Regions from separate parts of the Hordeum vulgare genome. Here region 1 is linked to region 2. A link is a contact called in public Hi-C data. All regions are on one chromosome and are shown on one strand. The core of a region is the stretch at or near the end of the contact, and the rest is flanking DNA. Distances in the headings are between cores, read along the strand shown. Region 1 holds the start of LOC123430326 (E3 ubiquitin-protein ligase EL5-like). Region 2 holds the start of LOC123426809 (ruBisCO large subunit-binding protein subunit beta, chloroplastic-like).

What was found. Hi-C and Micro-C count contacts between places; a contact is called where the count stands out from the background.
Region 1: a contact with region 2 is called in a Hi-C map of leaf, with 5 times the contacts expected there. The contact joins the promoter of LOC123430326 here to the promoter of LOC123426809 in region 2. A contact is called at or near these places in 2 of 6 Hi-C or Micro-C datasets (leaf and seedling).

Annotation. Positions count from the first base shown.
Region 1 is chr2H:492,267,224-492,272,475 of MorexV3_pseudomolecules_assembly, forward strand. It overlaps LOC123430326 (E3 ubiquitin-protein ligase EL5-like), which reads left to right and starts at 1,674. Exons shown (of 1, transcript XM_045114192.1): 1 at 1,674-2,873. The coding sequence starts at 1,749. The coding sequence ends at 2,594.
Region 2 is chr2H:492,087,118-492,092,173 of MorexV3_pseudomolecules_assembly, forward strand. It overlaps LOC123426809 (ruBisCO large subunit-binding protein subunit beta, chloroplastic-like), which reads right to left and starts at 2,018. Exons shown (of 14, transcript XM_045110706.1): 1 at 1,845-2,018; 2 at 1,653-1,778; 3 at 1,356-1,493; 4 at 1,123-1,218; 5 at 790-1,032; 6 at 451-685; 7 at 214-383; 8 at 1-52. The coding sequence starts at 1,994.

The DNA of each region.
Region 1 (5,252 bases), core at 424-2,923, 180 kb after region 2:
TGCCGAGTTGTAGAATATGTATGCATCCCCTTGGGACCGAAAAGTCATAGCCATAACCTTCCAATGTGTCTCCAACATCTGCTGCAGGTATTGAGCCTCCTCAATGTCCATCTTTGCTCCATCTTCACAACCATCAGGACCATCTGAGTCCTACAAAATTACATATGAAACTATGTCAGTTATTATCATCTATTACAAACTACCATGTGTGGTACAAAATGTTTGAACGAACCTGGCTCACGTTATCGACCCCCGAATCCTCAGAATTATTTTGCTCATTCTCAACGTCCACATCTTCCTATAAATTAAAAAACAGATAAATAATTACACATACAATACTCTGCCTGTTGAAAAATGAAATTAAATAGACTTCACATACGTTTTCACTGTGTGCATCATGTTCATTATTTTCAAAATCCTCTGAAGGTAAGATATCATATGATGACCAAGATTCGTTATCGTTGTTGTCATCATCTTCATTACTAGGATCGTCATCGGTCTGACTGACCTTATTCGTACCACTATCATCGATCGTAAATGAGGTTTCTTCGTCCATGTAAACACACGAGAGTACCAACATTGCACATCATTGACAAACACATTAGCCCATGTTAAATTCTAGGTTCATACAGTGGGTCATACAGATGAATAATCTCATGCAAAAATTGCAACATTTAACCTGTGAGCATTTCCATACGTGGTACAAGGGTTAGATGACAAACCTTGTGCGGCGGTGTCAACGTCTCCGGTGTGATTCATGACGGCGACGGCGTGGAAGACGACAAATCCACCTGCGGGATTACCGAACGGGTCTACGACGGAGGACAAGTGCGGTCACTGTCGGCGTTGGACGAGTGTGGTGGCCGGCGTTGGACGTCGGGACGGTTAGAGGCGGCGTGGGACGTCGGTAGGGTTACACGCGGCGGACACGGCGTAGATGCGGAAAACGACGACGTCCAAGACGTGGCCGGTCGCTTCAGCAACCGTTGACCGCGGCGTGAGACACGACGGGATTGGAACGGGCGGCGTGGGAGATCGGGGTGCTTATAGGCGGCGGGGGCGCGCGGCGTCGATGCAGAAAATGGCGACCCCGAGAACTCTGGGTGGTTACAGGCGTCGGGCGCGGGCGCGGCGTCGACGGGGAAGACGACGGGTTGCAACGAGGCGCCAGCGACGGCGGTCATCCACACTTCACGCGACCCCACGACGATCCAGATCAGCAGCCGCGTGATCGCCGGGCGGCAAGCCGGATCGATCACGATTGTTTTGCCTCTACGCGGGCTCGATGGTGGAGTGGTTTTTTTTTAATTTTGTGGGGGAAGGATGTACGCCTACGATACGAGAGGTGGGTATACATTTCTTTTCGTATGACCATTATGTCCTTGTACATTTTGTTGGGAGGTATACGGAAGCACTTCTCAATTCTTTTAACCCCCCGAAAATGGTACAAGATCCTTAATCTGAGCACTAGCGACGAGTAAATGTAGTTTTTTTTATAGTTCAATTGGTCTTTTAGGGGATTTAATTGGTAGAATAATATGTCTATATGTCATCAGCTCAACTCAACCACTAATCTTCACCCACGCCAACACACCAACTCCACCAGGTCGGTCCATGTACCACTACCAAACCCTCTCCAACAAAACAGAACAGTATTGAGAGACCAAGCTCATAAATCATAGCGGGCCACACTAGGTACATAGACGAAGCTCACTGCTCACGACCAAGTGCGGAGGCGCCGCTTCAACATGTCATCGTTGCCCGGGGACGACGCGGGCCGCGTTCTTCCCAGTGAACAGGCTCCCACCACGGCAGTCGACGGCGACGTCATCTTCTCCGCTGTCGCCGTCCTCTTCCTCGGCCTCGCCCTCGCCTTCGTTCTTTACCACTACCTCACCGTCAGTCGCCGCGGCGTTCGGGATGGGACCGGGACGGAGAGGGGCAGTCCGAGCCTCCGCGTTGGCGCAGCTTCTGCTTCCGGCGTCGCACAAGGCGTTGATCCGGTGGTGCTGCGGGCGCTGCCGGTGACGCTGTACCGTGCCAAGGATTTCGCGGATGCACTTGAGTGCGCCGTCTGCCTCGCCGAGCTGTCCGACGGCGAGGCGGCCAGGTTCTTGCCCAAGTGCGGGCACGGCTTCCACGCCGAGTGCGTCGACCTGTGGCTGCATTCCCACCCCACCTGCCCGCTCTGCCGCGTCGACGTCGACAAGCCGGACGCCTTGCCGCTGACTCTACCTCCGGTGCGCCATGAACCGGCGAATTACACCACAAACCTGCCGACCAACGTGCTGTTCTGGGGATCCCCGGACCCGGTCACGACTGGAAGAACACTCGGCGGCCCGAGTTCGTCTGGTGGAGCAGCGGCGGCGATCGTTATCGAGGTCCCGGAGGCCACGGAATCGGAGTTGGCGCCGCGTGATGGTGACGCCGGGAAGTCGCAGGGTTTGGCAAGGGTGAGGTCGATTAAGAGGCTGTGGAGCAGAGGAATTCGTGAGGTGGGTGCAAGTAGCAGTGCTAGTTCTTGCCACCCAGCCACTGGTCGTGCTCACACCGACGGCACTCTTGGTGTTGCTGCTCGCAATTTCGACCCGTAGGGACCGAAGATACGTTGGACTTTGAAGAAGGACCGTCTTCGACGTTCGTTGAAAGGGAGTGGCATTTACCAACATTTTGATGATATTTTTAGTTGGTCGAAAGGTGGCTGTTTCTTCAGCCTAACATGTCTGTTTCTTTATAAAAAAAAAGACTCAAATCTGTAATCCTCCCGGAAAATGTCATGTTGCTCTGAAAAAATCATCATCCCCGATACAAATAAAACTGTGGAAAAACGTTGGAAACGACATGCTCTACCAGCAAAAGCCAGTCATATAATATTTCCGATTTAATATCAGGGACTTGAGTCTGACTCTCCGGACAAACAGTTTTTTGGTCTTACTTTGTGACACCTCATGGTTTGTCCTTCATGTTTACCAAATACTTCTATTTTATAAAACGGGATCTCTCGAAACCGAATTTTGCCCCGCTTCAGAGAGAAATGAGGGCGTCCATTAATTAGCTTATACTCCCTCTGTTCCTAAATATAAGTCTTTTAAACGATTTTACTAGATGTCTACATACGAAGCAAAATGGTTGAATGTACACTCTAAAGTATGTCTATATACATCCGTATGTAGTCCATTAATGAAATCTCTACAAAGACTTATATTTAGGAACGGAGGGAGTATTTTCTAACGGTGCAGCTATGTGTAGGGATGGCAATAATATCTATTACCTAGGGTAAAAATCCCTTTAAGGCAAAGGTGCCGGTTTAAAAAATACCCATGAATATATAAATGGAAAAAAATTATAACCCATACCTCTACCTAGGCATTACTCGGGCCGGGCCAAAAAAAATGGACGCTAAAAACCCAAGCCCAAGCCCAGCCCGACCTGGCCGCTGGGCCTAAATTTTGGGCCCAAGCCCGACCCGAACCAAAAAAGCCTGACTAGGCCCGACAGGTCTGACCTGGCCGCGACATATATTTTTTTTAGGTCCGAGCCCGGCCTGAACTGACCATCGGGCTCAACTTTCCGGCCCGAGCCTGGCCCGATGGGACAAATAGGCCCGACCTGGCCCGGGATTTTCGGGCCGGCCGGGCCGGGCTGCCCATGCCCAGGTACCATACACATGTATCCATGTACCCGCATATAATCTAGAAAATAGGCCTTTAATATTCTTTTTCCACGTATAGAACGTATTATATGAGGATAAATCTCGCAACTAGCTAACCTCTAGAATGTCTTGCGGTTTATGACTATGTGCTTGTGTCATGGAGTGTTGTGGTTTATAAATTATTATTATAGGTTTTTATTATGACTATGAAATACTCAAATTGACGTGTTTCAAATTTGTGTAATTTTGCCTGTGGGTACCCATTTACCCTAATTGGTGATGGGTATGAAGAAATTGTATCCGGCGGAGAATATGGATACGGGTGATGGATAAAGTTTAGAGCGATGGATAAGTGTATGTGGTGATTCCATCCGTACCCAAACCTGACGGGTGCCATCCCTAGCTACGTGTCGCCTGCTGTGATGCCTATGAAGAGCAGAACAGGGTTGGCCCAGTAACTAGTTGTCCGACCATGTTGAATATTACGCATGTTTTATGGATTTTTTTCACATATTTATTTTCAGTTTTGTACTTTCTTTTTATATTTCCTAATATCTTAAATATGTACAATACAAAATAAATTTAGATTAAACTTTAAAAATGTTAATCATGAATTTAGAAATGTTAAACGTGTAAATAAAAATGTTTGTTATATTAAAAATGTTATGTGTATAGAAAATGTCCATTCCAAAAATATGTTCAAATAATATATAAAATAAGTTATAAAATTCAAAATAGTGTTTCATGCCTAGAACACAATGTACCTACCATATAAAAAGGGGTCCAAGACTTTCAAAAATGTTTTCCTTACCTTTTCAAATTAAAAATGCAATTTAAAAAAATGTTAGTTACTGTTTAAAAATATATTTGTACCATTAAAAATATCTGATACATTCAACAAAAAATAAAAACAATTCAAAAACATGTTCGTGACATTTTAAAAATGCTTATACAATTTGAAAACATGTTTCTGTGGGTTAAAAATTTATATTTCCATTAAAAATGTAAAACTTGTAGTTGTAAAAAAAGTTATTGTGTATTACTATTATATTTTAAATATTTATTTGAAAAATGTACATCGTGCATTTGAAAAATGTCTAAAATATATCATAATACTTTTTCATGTGTGCTCCCAAAGTTTACATTTTGTACTAGAAAATAAGATACGTGTGAATAAAATTAATAAAACCCGACACAGAAACAAAATCAAAAGAAAAAGAGCAAAGAAACCAAGAAAGCAAAAAAGTGCAGTATAACAAAGAAACAAAACCAAATCAGAGCTAAAACTTGAAAACACAAAGAAAACTAGAAAACACAAATAAATAAATGAAAAAGAAAAGAAACTGAAAGAAAAATTAAATCAGACCTACAGGAACTAATAAATGAAGAAAATCCGAAAAGCAATGAGAACATGAAAAACCCAAAGCAAAATGAAGAAAATAAAGGAAAGCCATGAAAAAACAAAGAAAAGGAAAAAACCGAGAAAACCCAAGGAAACCCGACCTACAGGATATGAATTTCGATTGATTATGATGAAGATTCTTCATGTTTAAGCCGCTATAGGCAACAACAAAAATCTAAATCAACGTAACAAAGTTTT
Region 2 (5,056 bases), core at 768-3,267:
GCCTTGCAATCCTCTCACCCAGTATCTTTTTCTGGTACCTCTCCTTTGAGTTCTGGAAATAAGAAATGAAAAATATGACCGCATTAAGATTGACCATATTCATAGGTCCATGGTAACTTCAGGAAGCTTTAACTGCAGTTTCTCCGGTACGTACATATAAAATGTCACATGAACTATTCCATGTTTTGCATCAAACTATTGGGCTAACTATACCTCAACTTGGCCTTTTATTTGAGCAACCCTTTTCTCAACTGCGTGAAGGGTGCTTCCATCAGTAACAATTAGTGTTGAATCTTTCTTGACTACCACTTTAGAAGCAGAGCCTAAGAACTCTTTCCCTGCCTCTGCTAGCGTGTATCCCATGTCATCGCTCACTACTGTACCTGAAAACCAACAAGAGATGTTGATGACTGAAGTTGCATCTGTTGATTTCGTGAACCAGTTATGTACCTCCTGTTATGATTGCAATGTCTTCCAAGCATTGGGTTTTTTGTTCACCAAAAGAAGGGGCCTTAATTGCTGCCACTTTGATCATCCCTGATAGCTTGTTTCTCGTCAAAGTAGCCAATGCTTCTTCTTCGACATCCTCGGCAATTATTAACAACGGGAAATCTTCTTTTACAGCACTAAAGCACACCTTTAAAAGTTCCCTTGGATCAGAAATTATCTTGTCAACCAACAGGATCTACAAAAGACAAAACAGAACACTTGAAATTATCCAGCAGAGTGATGTGTGTGCATCTTCTGATGCAGTGGCCTGGGAAGACATGATGGAGATATCTGCACTACCTTACAGTCAGTGTACTCCGCGGACATATTTGCATGATTGGTGACAAAGAAAGGTGAGAGGTAACCACGTTCAAACTGCATTCCTTCGACAACCTCCAAACTGTTTACAGTGCTTCTCCCGTTTTCAATTCTAACCATGCCTTCCCTGCCTACTCTTTTAAAAGCATCAGAAATCATGTTTCCGACAGCGTAATCATTTCCGGCACTAACTGCAGCCACGTGTGCTATTTCATGATCTTCAATCTAGAAGGCAGCAATTTACAAAACGTTACGATATCTTCATTAAGAACATACAGAAACATTCATAGTCATAGATTAACTGATAAACCATACCTCCCGTGACATCAACTTGAGTTCAGAAACCAAAGCATCAGCAGTCCTCCCAATGCCACGCGCAATTTGAACCGGATTCATTCCAGCAGCAAGAACCTACTTTTTGAAAATATTCAGATGCAGGTTTAGGTTTCAGAATTCTTTGCGTCACTCTTCATTATAGCAGAAACTTCTCTTGGCGCCTTTTCGAACCAAGAAAAATAGAGGACTAGTGTGATTCTGTATCAGCATACCTTCATTCCTTCAGCAATCAGGCCTTGAGCAAGGATTATAGAAGTGGTACACCCATCGCCGGCAATATCGTTCGTCCTGGCGCCGGCCTGTCTGACTAATTTAACTCCAAGATTTTCCAGCGGGTCCTCCAATTCGATCTTGTAGAATCCAGTAGAAAAAAGAAATGAGTTTACTGAAGATTCCAATCACTCCAAAAGATTGAAAAGGACCCAGACATTGCAAGAAGATTTTTTCGAGAAAGGGAATGTATAGACATCGCAAGAACATATACTGAATTTGAAGAGCAACGGGATTACCTCCTTGAGGACCGTCTCCCCATCGTTGACGATCTTGGGAGGGCCATACTTGTTGGCGAGCACCACATTCCTCCCCTTGGGACCGAGGGTCACCCCCACCAGCCGCGCCACCAAGTCCACACCAGCCTGCAAGAAGCTAAATTCAGAACGCATCACGAGTTAATTCGATGACGAGGCAAGTTGCTGCGTTACCTGCAACTTCTTGGTGGCGGAGAGGTCCTTGTTGAAGTGCAGGTCCTTGTAGACGGGCATCGGCGGCGTCTTCTTGGGGGAGAAGGGAAGGGTGGGGGCCTTGCTGGAGAGGGAGGGGGGAGGGGACGGAGGGAGCGGCATCCTCGACATGCTGCTTCTCTGTGCAGAGGTGAGAGGTTGGAGAGGTGGAGGGGCGATAAGGCTCGCTGTTGCTGGGAGGAAGGCCGTGGATACGCGGTTGCGTCGCGCCAAAACCGTGCTTGAAAGAAATATCTAGTCTGCCAGTCTCGGCGTCCCGGTCCCGCCAAAAGGGCGACGGCGAGGACGGCGAGGCAGCAGTTGTTGCGGCTGAGGAATAGCTAAAATCAACCTTCTTCCGCCAAATAGGATGATTTAATCAGGTACTCCGGCCGTTCCAAAATAACTGTCTTGAGTTTGTACTAGCTCTAATACAAAATTGTACTAAGCTTAAGATGGTTATTTTGAAACGGAGGGAGTAGTTGTTCTCCTTCCGTCAAAACAGCAGTGGGCGTGGACATGCGGTGGCTTGTGATGGACCAGGCGGACTCCGGCGCAAGCCCCCCGGCGCCCTGCCCCGGCTCCAACAGGTTTGCTTTCGATTTGCACGGCAAATGCAGGCGAATTTGCGGAACAACCTTGTATATGCCATATTAGAGTATCTCTGGCAGATTAAGCAACCAACCGGTCCGTAAAAATGATACTCACTCTATTTCATAATGTAGTTTCGATGTAAGAGCAACTCCAATGAAGGGCCCCAAAACGTCCGCCCGCGTCCGTTTGGAAGGGCGCGAACAAAAAATGAAGGTCCAATGCACAGACCCAAACTCAAAACGTCTCCGAGCGGATTCATTTCCGATCCAAAATTGCGCCTGAAATGCATCGATGCGGACACGGCGCGTACCTCCGTGCTCATCCACATGTGGCGCCGGGTCAAAGCCGACGTCGTCTTTATTAACGACGTTCGTTCACCGCCGGCCCACACGTCAGCAACCCATGGGCGTCCTTTTTAATCCGAGCGTGCGGGGGCGCGACCTCATCCTCTTCTAGAAGTCGTCCCCGTCCCCATCGAGCTACCCCTGCTCCCCCGCCGACGGCAAACCCTAGCCACCACCATCATGGGGTTCTTCTCCGTGAAAGACAAGGGCAAGTCCCCCGCCGTCCCTGTCTGCGCGCCGGCGTCTTCCCGTCCGCCTTGCCAGCGGGTCAGCGTGCCAGTGCACCACACGAGGTGGCACTGGGAGCACCGCGTCCCCTACCCCGATATCACGCTGCCGCGGGAGTGGCACTTGGATCCGGAGAGGATCCGAGTGCGAGCGGTGCCGCGATCGGCGCGGGCGCATGCAGAGGAGTTGAGGCGCCGTCGGGGGCAACTGACGTCAGAGTAGCAGCGCAGCCCCGTCTACGCTTCAGACTCCCCCGACTAGTATGACTGGTTCGCATGGGAGCACGAGGAGCAGCGCCGGCGTGGCGTCCGCTACGTGGTAGTTGGACCGCTCCCGTCCACCGTCATGCGCGAAGAGGACCAGGAGGTGGAGGTTGAGGTGGCATACTGATGACCCACAAGTGTAAGGGATCTATCGTAGCCTTTTCGATAAGTAAGAGTGCCGAACCCAACGAGGAGCAGAAGGTACTGACAAGTGATCTTGAACAAGGAATAACTGCAAGTACTAAAAGGTAACTTTTTATGGGTTTTCTTGTATAAGCAACAAGGAAATAAATGCAGGGAAAGTGTTGCTGAGGTGCAGCAAATGGCCCAATCCTTTTGAACACAAAGGATAAGCCGGGGGACTAAACTTATAAAGACTAAGGCGTTCTTGAGGACATATGGGAGAGACAGTCAAGTGATTTCGCCATATTCCGTCTAGTACTATGTTTTGTATTGATAAGAGTTATGTGGGTGGATCTTAACTAGTGCACCGTCTAGGCTAAGGCAAGTACACTCTTATGATTAAACTCCTTGCAAGCATCCGCAAATACAAGAGAGAAATTAAGGCAAAGCCTAACCATAGCAATAAGCTTTAGGATCCAACACTCCCTCGTGCAAAAGCATGCGAACTGGGTTCAGGTTTTTGTCACTCCGGCAACCCACCATAAGCATTCTTTATACACGATGCATTCTCCTAGACCCTTAAAAAGGTGAAGTGTTATATAGTCGACGTTCACATAACAACACTATAAGAATAACACCATAACTTAAATATCAATCAACACATATTACTTCAACATCATATGACTACTAGCAACTAGACTTCTCCCATGTCCTCAAGAACTAAAGTAACTACTCACAAGAAATAAAAGAGATCATGATCAGAGGGGATGAAAATATGATGAACAATCTGGTCATAAAAATAATTCTCCAACAATACTCAATAACATTCACCACAAAAGAGTAATCAACACCGGTAGAGTAAAGGGGATGAATAGTGGAAGGTACAACTCCGATTGCAATGGTAAAGTGAGATGGGGTGAAGATGGAGATGGTGTTGAGGGTGATGGTGATGATGATCTCGATGATGCCCGTGACGATGGTGATGACGATGAGGACGATCTCCCCTTCCAGGAGGAGTTTTCCCAATGGAATCTTCCCGCCGAAAAGGTCTTTTCTTCTGTGTAGGTTTTTGCCGTGGAGTGGCGGCGAAAGTGCGAAAACTCTTTTGTCCCCGTAACTTTTAGGTCACGAGGGTCATATAGGCCAAAGGAGGGCACCGGAGGCGGGACCCACCACCCAGGCGGCCTTTGGGCGCGACCTAGGGGTGACCCGTGCCACCGGGTCGCCTGGGTGCCTGGTGGCCCCCCTCCGACCCTTCTTCGGCATGTCTTTGTGATTCGTTCGGAAACTTCTTCCCCGTAAATTTCAGCGCAGTTGGAGATGTTCTGATATGGCAACTCTTCATGCTATTTTCTCCGCTGAATCCTGCGTCTGCTGTTTCGGCACCGGAAAGTTGTACCTGTGTAAAATAAGCCAAAACACTATAAGAACAACATCATATTGTGAAATATATCAATGAATAGAGACAAATTATGATACAAAATAGTGATGCATTTTGGACGTATCAACTCCCCCAAGCTTAGACCTCGCTTGTCCCCAAGCGAATACTGAGCTCGGTAAACCTATCCACAAGTTTAGAGAGTGAAGTGTCGATAAATAAGAATACAGACAAGAAGCATCATCATTTCTCTACTAAACTCAA